Linked DNA regions of Hordeum vulgare: region 1 is linked to region 2. The links are chromatin contacts, called in public Hi-C maps. All regions are on one chromosome and are shown on one strand. The core of a region is the stretch at or near the end of the contact, and the rest is flanking DNA. Distances in the headings are between cores, read along the strand shown.

What was found. Hi-C and Micro-C count contacts between places; a contact is called where the count stands out from the background.
Region 1: a contact with region 2 is called in a Hi-C map of leaf, with 4 times the contacts expected there. The contact joins the promoter of LOC123442049 here to the promoter of LOC123442027 in region 2. A contact is called at or near these places in 3 of 6 Hi-C or Micro-C datasets (leaf and seedling) and 1 of 1 datasets of contacts at active chromatin or transcription factors (embryo).

Annotation. Positions count from the first base shown.
Region 1 is chr1H:421,327,628-421,333,343 of MorexV3_pseudomolecules_assembly, reverse strand. LOC123442049 (mitochondrial proton/calcium exchanger protein-like) reads right to left here and starts at 2,785. Exons shown (of 15, transcript XM_045118169.1): 1 at 2,639-2,785; 2 at 15-684. The coding sequence starts at 613.
Region 2 is chr1H:421,017,991-421,023,737 of MorexV3_pseudomolecules_assembly, reverse strand. It overlaps LOC123442027 (preprotein translocase subunit SCY2, chloroplastic), which reads right to left and starts at 3,720. Exons shown (of 13, transcript XM_045118157.1): 1 at 3,183-3,720; 2 at 2,964-3,052; 3 at 1,084-1,163; 4 at 889-978; 5 at 450-541. The coding sequence starts at 3,630.

The sequences.
Region 1 (5,716 bases), core at 1,536-4,035, 310 kb before region 2:
CAAAGAATTTAGACCTGCTCATTGAAGCAACAGCTCGAAGAGCCGGACCAATACCCAGAAGCCTTGCCCAGAACTTCTTTACGATTGACTGGTCAGCCTTTAGCGAATCTTGCACCTGCTTAGCTTTGGCTTTAGCTTTTGCCGTGCTTAGCCCTTCCACAGCCTGATCACATTCTTCTGGGGATGCCTCTTTTTTCCTTTTATTCTGGTTTTGATCATCACCCTGTTCTTCAATATCCAATTTAGGTTGCCCAGCAGTTGCAGTTGATGCTTTGCGAACTGACTGCAACAAACCTCTAGCTCCCAAAGGCAATGTGAATTCATTCCTTCCAATTCCATAACCATAGTGAGAAATCACGTGAGCTGGACGTCGCAGAAGCCCGTTATCAGGACCTAGCAGACCCCCCTTTGTAAAATTGACACTATATTGCTCCTTCTCCTTCTCAGACTTCGAGTCCCCTAAGCTTTGCTCAAGAAATTGTTGTGCTATTCTTGGCTCAGGCTTAAAACCAAATGTTCCATGGAGGAATGAAGAGGAGGAAGACGAGAGGATAGGTGCGTTAACATGATCCAAGAGATACTTTCTTCTCCTAATGATTGCCCTTGATGCCATGATTGGTTGCTACTCACCTTCCCAATGTGGAGGCCAAGGTCATGTCTTTTCAGATGGAGCCCTGAAGTGATCTGATTTGACCATAAGCAGAAATGCACATTGACAAATAAAGGGGGTTAGTAAGAAGACATAACAAAGAAGCAATGTATGTAGAGAAAATAATATTCAACAACCACAATATTGAAACACACCACAGACCCACAGGCACTATTTCATTTCAAGGCATCTTAGATAGTGGCTCTGACCTAACCAAAAAACAGTCAGTTCTCGAGAATTTCCTCAAATCTGATGTTCGAGACATTCCAGTACAGTGACATAGAATCCTAAATGAATAGCAAATAACAGTAATAGCGTGATCATCCAAAGTGAGTATGGCCGAGCTGTAAGAGAATCAACTCTGATCCCAAGTCTCCAAGCAAGCTTGGCATTAGTCCAATGAATAATCAGCAGAACAAATAAGCCTAGCAAGTTTGCTAGCTGCAAAAGGACCATGAATATAAAGCAACGAGAGTTTACTTCAACAAATTTGCTATCAGCAGCAGTTCACTTAAAGCAACGGGCTCAGCAGTATAATAGCAACAGGTGGAGTCCACACAAAAAAACCTGAAACATACCTTTGCTGTTCGTGTTAGGTTTAGGTTCAATGAATTAATAATGGCAGAATATGATGTGGTGTGTAAATTGAGTAGATGTGGCTTGCAATGCCAAAACCTATGGTTGTACCAGGGTCATGGTAACTAGTTCCTCGACAGAGCTATGAAGGTTGTGCTGCGGCAATAATCAATCGAGGAAAAGGTGACAATATAAGAAATAGGCAATTTGTATCCTAATTGGAGTGGTTACGAAGCGTAGGTTTGGAATCCTACATGTCTCTCCAAATTATTGCACAATAGGTGAATGGGTAGTTCTGGCCCTTCTAAAAATCATGGCCATGTAAGCACATATATTTGCCATGACACACTGCAGCCCATACTATCAACATTTTGGGTCCAGCCAAAGTCATCCATCTATCCAAAATTAAGGCATGTGAACCACAAGTAAATGCTTCTGCTGCTACTTAAATGGTTGAATTCATGGAAGTGAACCCAGCCCATGACATGAAAAGGCTGCCATATCATAACGATGCTCCTCCAGTATCATGTGATCACTGACCATTTGACCCTACACCTAATGCTCTGCAACAGATGCTGTGCTAACATATACCCAATCATCGGATTGCAAAGTTAAATGGCAACAGGAAGCACCAATATTTAATGTAAACATCATTTGCACCTCACAATAGTTTGGCAAGAAAGATGTGGACTCAGACCATTTATGCCAACCGTGCAAAGACCAAATAATTCACACTGCTATATCAAATTCAACATGGCATCGAATATTTCAACCAAGAAAACCAATCTTAGGACGATTACAGCTAGTAAGGTGCATGAGAAACAGCATTCCACATTTCCCATACCAATAAAACCACCATAGGCCAACAATTAAGGAGGTGCATTAGGTTTACCATAGCATCATACATAACGTACAACTGAAATTACCAACAGAAGACATCATCCTAGGCCATTTTAACAAGCAAAGAGGTGCATCCGTGTTAACATGGCAAAAAAAAAATCACATAGCATCATTTTCAGTCGTGGCCTAAGCATAAATAAATCACACAAGCAGTCCAAAACAGAAGCCGTCACGAGAAAATAATCATGGGCAAGCCGAGCAAGCAAGCAAACCGAGCATCATAGTAAGAACTAGGCATCTGTAAGAATCACACCCGCGCGGGCAAGTTCACGAACATCGCCAAAACCCTACACCTCCAACAGTCCGCGTCGCAGATTTTACCCTCGCAGGCATGGGTACGAGCACGGCCCAAACCCTGGCGTCCAAACCCCCACAAATCAGCGGTCGAAGTAACTGCGGCGTCTCAGATTGGTCGCACAAATTTGAAGAAAACAAAGGCGAAACGCGACCATAAATGGAATCATGGAGAGGAGGATGGAAGGGGAAGGAGGGGGCGGAGAGGAGGTCCTTTACCTCCACGGACAAAGAGCAGCTCCGGACCGCCGTCCGCCGGTGCTACAGTACCTACCTGAGCCTGCGTCCTTGGGGAGCAGAGGGGAAGGGAGGAAAGGGGCCGGGAGTTCGCACGAAAGAGATGTGAGAGACAGCGGCGGCGGAAATGAGTGGAATGGATCGGGGAAAATGTGCTGTTGCCCCGTGCAGGCCTGGTTGCATCGTACGGGCCCGACCATACATGGCCAAACGGGCCTGGCCCGGCACGGCCCAGCACGGCCCGCCAGAATCGTGTCTGACACGGCACGGTCCGTCGAGGCACGTTTATTAAAGAAGTTGTGTCGTGCCGAGCCACGTGTCCGGGGTCCAGGCCCAAGCACGGCACGGGGCTATGCAGGTCGGCCCGTCGGCATGCCACGTCCGCTGGCCTGTTAGGATTTTAGTATTTTAGGCCGTTATTTGGGCCGATTTCAGCCTGTTCGGCTATTATTTGGACCGATTTTGACATGTTGGGCTGTTTTTTGTGTTAAAGCCTGTTTGGACTGCTCTGCTCCTTAAAATTCAGCTTTGTTTCAGAAAAGACAAGTCAAACGGGTAGCTTCACGATATGTTGATGTGTAAAAAAACTAGAATCTGGAGTACAACTTCAAAGTTTTTATGAAGCTCCTGAGAGGGTGCTCCAAAAAACTCTAGAAGCTGGAGTTGAGGAGAAATTGTCCACCACTGCCACCAGTAAGTGAATACTCCTTCATTTCTTTTCCATCAACTAATCAAATAGATTCTTTTCACCAGTTTTTTTATTCTTGAAGCTCGAGCTAGATGGAAGCCAAACACTCTCTTGATAGTGTTGTAGCTTCTGTATGAAACTGCTCCAAAGTGAATTTCATGAAGTGAAGCTGATTTTAGTGAATTAAAGCAGTCCCAAACAGGGCCTTAATTTTAACCTATTGGGTTTTTTTATCTTATATATATATAAATAAAAACAAAAAATAAAAACGGTAAACGGGTCGTGACGTGTCGGCCCGCATGCCCAGCCTCTAGGCCCAGGCACGGTCCGAGGCGTGCTTCATGTCGGGCCCGAGCACGATTAGCCCGTGTCGGACTGGGCCCATGTCGTGCCAGGCACGCGGCCTGTCGGGTCGGCCCGGTTACACGACCCGTTTTGGCTAGATCTGGGCCCCACTGAGTGGAAACGAGCGGTTTGTCCTTGGCCTAGCCCAAGTAGCAGCGCAACAGAAAACAAGACCACTCTAAATCATTAAAAGAAACTAATAGAACACATATGCGTTACTATGGGATACCTATGCGTTGCTATGGGCTGCTACGGATAACAATGCATATAAATAAATCAGAGAAATAACTAAAATTGTCTTCAAAATCAAAGCTTTTTTTCTCATACATCCGAAAGTGTTCGGACATCAAACGGGCGCCTAGTATGTTCTTCAAAATTCAACAGTCTAGACAATCCGGGTTTCCCAAATCTTGCGCACATGTGAGGAAGAAATGTGGTTGTCCGAACTATTCATGATGTTATCTCCAACACACGGTCCCAGTGCAAAACCCAACCCCCATTATGTACCCTCTCCTTTTCGCGTCGAACCCTCCCTTTTTCGCTCGGTTTTCCATCGTAGCGGGACATTTAATGCTGGAGCCCTCTTCTTTAAAACAGGATGGCACCCACCTTACTTTCTCCATGACACCCTATTCCCTTTACATCATACTTTCCTCACAGACCGTCAAGGAGCAGTCTGTCGTAATGTCTGCCTTGCTTGCTATCATGATCTCATCCCCCGTGTTTGTGTTGTTCCATCACCGCCATCAAGGGAGAGGAAGTATGTGTCGTCTGTGACGCCCTCAAAGCCAAGAAGGCAGATACGTAATCGAACAGAACAACCCTAATGCCCACCCCACTCACTCTCAACCCTCACGCTTATCACAATCCATCAACTTGTGTTTTAAGTGAGGCAATGATCAACGTCGCCATGGCCGCCCAGCAGCAAGGAATAAGGATGGCAACCGTCTTCCCTTGTTTGTGCTAGTACCTCTCGGTTCTATACTGGACCCAGCCTTCTTCCCAGGCTCTACCACGACATAGCCACACTCATGTGTTCTCATAGAAAACGAAAGCTATGAATAAAAATGTTCATCCAAGACATGAAAAATGCCAATGTTTCTCTCATATTCCCTCCCTCGCGCACACATGCCCGATTCAATCAGATATTAGTGAATAAACAAATAGATAATTAAGCGAGATGTCAATATGTATTTATAATTCATTTTATAAGTTTATTTAGTGAATGATATGGTAGGGACCATACGCCATCCGTCTACATATTTTCGCACCGGTTGAAATATGCATGTGGCATCCTATTATTCCTCCCCTTCGTCTTCACCCACCCTCATGAACACCTTACGTCGGTAGTCTAACACCATCTCACCCTTTGTATGTTATTTGTGGACGACATAATTATGTAGTGCACAAGCAAGACGCGGAGACAAAACAATTTGAACTAATCAGCTTGTGTGTTGCAACAACGACATGAATGTGCTAGTGCTTAATTGTCCCAAACGTACATTTTTAGGATCCTAATGCACATTAAGTAGCATTGTTGATTTCTTTTCTATCCTTAAAGCACTCTTCTTCTTCTTGCTCCTTCTCCTCCACTTCTTCACCCACTATCTTTACCTTCCCTAGCCAAGCTTGCTGCCAAGCTCGCAACCACCATCAATGGCGCATCCGTCTGAAAATCCCCCAACCTTGCACATCCACACCATGAATTTTGATGGATTATTTGCCATTTTCTTACCCCTTCAGAATCATCAAACCATAATATCAATGTAGAAGGTTCGAAACATGGAGTTGGGCCATAAAGGCACACTAACCGATATGTGAAATCGTTTGCTATTCTTTGCCTGTCATATGTCTTTACCTACATAATGACTGACATTTAGCACATAAGAGCTAATAATGTGCACATACAACACTAAATATTACCTCTTCATAAATATAGCATGGCGAAGGATTGTGTGAAGGAAGCCAACGAAATGGTGCACTCTCGACCAAGCATGTCATTTCTAATGTTTTTTGTAGACTTTCAA
Region 2 (5,747 bases), core at 2,471-4,970:
TTTATTCAGCTTATATAGTACAGGTTCAGTTTATTTGGTGCAAACAGTATGCAGAACAGAAATATCTCATTCAGACAAAAACAACAATCAAATGGTCACGACTTAAGGAAATGATGCGTAGACATGTACTCCCTCCGTTCATAAATATAAGATGTTCTACTTTTTTGTGAATCGGATGTATATAGATACGTTTTAGTGTGTTCACTCATTTCAGTCCGTATGTCCATATTGAAATATCCAAAACATATTACATTTGTGAACGGAGGGCGTACTATACTAGTAATATGAAAAATGTGACTCAAAACAGACTCGTACGAATAACCATTCAAGACTTCCAAGTACAGCATGCACATGACAGAATGTTGAATAGTACAACATAATAACACAAAAGAGTCAACTCATGCAACAAATGGTGTTAAAACAAAATATGAAGGAGATGAAAGTACTACCAAAGCCAGATTCCGTTATGGTGTCACAGATCCAAGTCGTTGACATTGCACCGAGGACAAGCAGAAAGCTTGTTAATATGACATGCTTAACCCTGAGACATATGAAAGGAAAATAGATAGAGCAACAGAGAGAACAGAAAGCATCCCTCCAGTTCAATCAAATTAGGACGACTTATAATGTCTCATCACTGTACAAATGAGTCAGGGCATGCCGTAAATCAAATGATAAGTTATATGCAAACTCTGATAACAGCACACATTTGTGCCAATTCTAATTTTAAAGTGCCTCCATCTTCCATAGATGTATGGCAAAAGAAAAGGAAAAAATCAAAGGAACAGGCATGATGTGGCCAATGGTGGAGCACTTCAGCAAGCTTGCCAGATACGAGCAAAACAGAAGCCAAAGTATCATATCATATACACATAAAAGGTAATTTACCTGTAACTTGCTGCATATATGGAGTACTGCAGCGAATAGCATGACACAGTACAAGCAGCCACAATTGCAAAACCCAGTGATAGCCACCATCTAGACATCAAGATGGAGGAGCTCAGACTAGATGAGGTTATAGAAAATGGAACAGTTCCCAAGAGAAATTCAATCTCACTGTTAAAGATAGACAACTAAACACACATATAGCTTTTGATCTTCTCATGCCCGTCTAATCCTTCCTTGCGAATCTTTTCAAGTGATGGAAGAACATGGCAAAGAACCTAACACAGACACAAGTCGTTATTGTAGTAGTATAAAGGGTTGTTATATCTTGCAATAAAAATTGCCTTCAGCTAGTATAATCATAAGACACACTGAAGTTACCCAAGTAGACTTTTAAGTGGCTTGATTGTCGTAGTTACAACTACAAAGTGGTTGTTTGTAAGGATTCTGGTTTTCTGTAAATGGAGAGCTAAGGTCTAGGAGACATTCCAGCTTCCTTTGTCCCCAAAAAAAGGGAACATCTTGCTTGCGCCACTAGCCACAGCCTAAATCTCAATTTTACGCTCTTCTTTTCAGACTTGTCACTATTGCTATCACACTGTTGCTTGAATACGTGCATGACATCCAGGTCTGATATTCTCTTTATGGCCTCGATAGCCCAAAATTAAGACCAAAACGCCCCCAGCTGTATGACAACAGACCTCATTTTCTTGCTCCATTGTGCTAAGGGTATGTTTGGAACTTTGTGGCAAAATTTTGGCCTCTTTGTTTGGAGGGTTGCCAGTTTTTTGCCGTGTCAATGGCTCTTTCACCCACTCTAGTTCATTTTTCCCAATGTAGACACCAACTAATGGGCAACCAAAAGCTTAACAATTTATTTGGCTAGCCAAATATTTGGTAGGGCAAGCTTGGGCAAGAACCAAACATAGGCAGCTTCTCTCTGCTACGTAAGCTTATCTTACGTGCAGCTGTAATGGTGCGTACCAAAGGCAAAAAAACTTGAAAGTTGAAACTATGTTTTGTATGGATGAAATGGAGCCTAACAGATACAAAAACCTGAACTTTTCTAATGTTTAGAATTTTAAGTGTGGATTTGGTTATCGTCCATCATGTTGAGGTCAGGTGCATAAAATCCTTCGGTCATGTTCATTTTGGTTGTGACAATAAACTTCATTGCCACTGCATAGCATATGTCACGAATTATCTTTGGCTGGGGGTTCAGGCCTTCAGGGTTTAAGGGGGACTAACAGCCGGCTGCCCGCTTCTGCCCACGCCGTCCCGCTTGCATTATGTGGGCATTTGCAGCAACCCACAAAGCGGCATCGTCTAGTATGTATGCTATGTGTTCCAGCTAGTATGCTAGATTGCACATACAGTAACTCTCCTAACTGAAATTAATCGATTAACAAACAGAGATACGCATAGTTAAGCTCGCTATGTCAGGATAGAGACGATAATTGATGGGGACGCTCATGTATCAATAAATCAATGTCGGTACTTCTTAGACCAGTCTAGATGTTGCATATGAACATGAATCAATCGGTGACACACATCATCAACGATGATGTCATAACAAGAGTGGAGAGAGGCTGATGTGTTCACGCTTGTGTTCAGATTTGACTTCAATGTCGAAGCTGCAGCATGCAATGGCAGAGGCTGATCAATTCGGCCGTTCGCACAGACCACGCAGGACAAGTGGCCTTAGTTGTGACCGAGCGGGTTGATCCACAAGTTCCACATCTGTTGTGTGCTAACCTGCAGGCATCCATGTACCATCTTATGTGAGATGGTTCATGCGGCACTGCAGGAGGCCCGCTCCCACTAGGACCTTAAAGTGGGGTTAATGGGATCTGAACCTAGTTGAACCCCAAAATATGTCAGGTTCTAACTGTCGAACAAGCAAAACAAAACAGCTCTGGTGAAACGGTAATTGACGGGAATGCATGAATGTAAATTCAAACAACAGTGTAACGGCAATAGTGAGAAGGCGAAAAAGAAAACGATAAATTTGAGATTTCTGCTGTGGCTAATGACATTGGAATATTGTTATCGGAAAACAGAAGAAGAGAATATCTAACCTGCATCACAATCGATGCTGATATCTGATGACTGATTCCCAGCTGGAAAAATGATAGCTTCAGTTCAGAAGCAAAATCAACGAGGTCATCTGCATAGATGAAGGCGCATCGCAAACTGCAATTTAAGATGTTTGACAAAATTCCGTGACACGCCTAGACGCTTCGGCACGTGTACAGTACAGTGCGGCTAACACGAAGGGATAATCCAGAGGACAGTACCTGCAGGGAGCGGGGCGAAGCTGAGATAGGAGTCGGGGATGAGGCGGCGGTCGAACCCAGGAAGCGGCACGAAGTAGCCGACGCGGCTGAGCACGATGAGCACGGCCGTGACGGCAAGCCGCCGCCGTATTTCGCTGCGGAAGAAGGCCTCCGCCGCGCCCTCCGCCACGGCCCCAAGCCGCGCCAGGTCCAGGAACCTGTTGCGGAACCCGGGCACCTTCTTCCCCCCCGCGCCACCCTCACGCGCCGGCTCGGCGGGGGTTGTGGCGGACGACGAAGCCCTAGGGGGGAGGAGGAGGCGGCGGGGCGGGGGGAGCGGGCGCTCGGTCGTGCGGAGGAGGAGGTGGCACTGGTTGGCGCGGAGAGATGGGTGCTTGGGGGCGAGGCGAAGTGGCGGGAGGGGGAGCGCGCACCGGGGTGGGAGCGAGAGCGCGAGGGAGGAGGACATGGTGATGGTGGCCGGCGAACGAGCCTCCGTCTCCTCGCGCGGCCGCAATCCGCAGGGACGGGAGGTTTGGGAAAGCCTGACGTGCAACGATGCAGGCTAGCTGAGAGCAACTCTTCTAGCAGACCCCGCATCTCGCCGGCCAGCAAAAGGCTTTGCCGTGCAAAACAGCTTTTGCGGGCTGGTCCGAACGGACACAGATGAAGACTCCCAAACGGATTCGTAAAAAATATATTTTTTTACGAATCGGCTTTGCGGGGTCTGCTCTTTACGCCGCTGCATCCCGCATATCATCAGCCCGCAAATATCAAGTATAACATAATTCAACAATTGAAAACAAACTGAATTATTCGAATCAAACATAATACAATAATCATCCGCATTACAAATAATTATTCACAATTTGTCATGAATACAAATACAAATGAATACAAAAATAAGTCACTGTCTAGCCCTTTGCCAATGGTGTTCAATGAGATTTTTCTGAAGTTGAAAGTGAGTGTCTGCATTTTCAATCTCCTTGTATGTGTGAAGAAAAGCTCTAATACGGTTTGGGTCTCTAGCTGGTTTGACACGGCTACCCATATTGTCGTAAAAGAATTCTAAGTTCAATTCTCTCTCATCTTCAAGAATCATATTATGCAGGATAACACAGCATGTCATGATGTTCCTCAAGGTTTTCTTATCCCAAAAACGAGCAGGACCATGGACAATGGCAAACCTAGATTGCAAAACAATGAATGATCTTTCAATGTCTTTGCGGGCTGCCTCTTGCACCTTTGCAAATTCACATTGTTTTTTTGTTTTGGATTCTTTTATGCTCTTGACAAATGTGCACCAAGGAAGGTATATATCATCTGCAAGATAGTACCCCTTTGTGTATTCATGTTCATTGATAGTGTAGTTGCAAGCAGGAGCATCACCACTAGCAAGCCTAGCAAACAAATGAGACCGTTGCAACACATTGATATCATTGAGAGTGACCGGCATACCAAAAAAGCAATGTCAAATCCATAAATTATCGGATGCTACGGCCTCTAGCACAATTGTTGCATCACGAGACTTGCCACAATACATTCCTTGCCATGCCTTGGAGCAACTTTTCCAATTCCAATGCATACAGTCAATGCTACCTAGCATGCCAGGCCAACCTCTCCTCTCATTAGATGCCGTCAATTTTTTTGTGTCATCTTCATTGGGTGCCCGAAGATACTCAGGACTGAAGACACGGATGATCACTTTTCGCAAATCTACGCACAGACTCAATTGTGGTATCTTCACCAATGTGAAGATACTCATCGGCATAGTCAGCCGGAACGTCATATGAAATCACCCGCATAGCTGCGGAGAATTTTTGATATGCACTAAATCTCTTTAAGCCCGCGGCATTCCTTCTTTGAGTAAAATACCGGCAACTTGCCTCGCAAGCTTGAAGAATTTTCACAAAGAGGGATCGGCGCATTCGGTACCTTCTCCGGAAGAGGTGCGGAGGATATGTAGGATTCTCCGCGAAATAGTCTTGCATCAACATCTCGTTCCGAGGAATGCACAAACGCCCGACAGTCGATCCTCGCCTCCTCTTCCGGTTCTCGTCTTCATGCTCCTTCACGGCAAGCGCCATGATTAATGTTTGCTGCCGAAAGTTCACAAGCATGGTCTCAACATCCGAGCCGTCCGAATCGGACGAATCGGATAGTAAGAACTTCTCGCACGGGGCCAACTCCATCTTCTCGCACAGCTCGCAAAAATCACAAAAAGGGACTAACCGGCGGCGGGTGATCCCGGGCGGCGACGAGGGGGTGCGCTCGGCGGCGGCGGCGGCGGGGGGCGGCTCTTCTTGCCGGATCCGGAGGGGCGGTGCAGCGGCTCGCCTGCAGATATGGCCGGAATCGCCGGCGGCGGGCGGGCGAAAGCAAGGGCGGGGCGGCGGCGGAAGGAGGGGGAAAATAGCGTGGGCTGAAATGTCCCTCCCGCCAAGTGCTTCTGTGTGATGCAAGGCACCGCAGCCACGAGGGGGAAACCCGTGTTTTCCCAGGTTGGGGTCGGGAATTTGCCGCGCCCCCCAAAAAAATTTGCGGGCCCGGGCGGGATGCGGGGTCTGGTCGGGCTGGCTTTCCGGT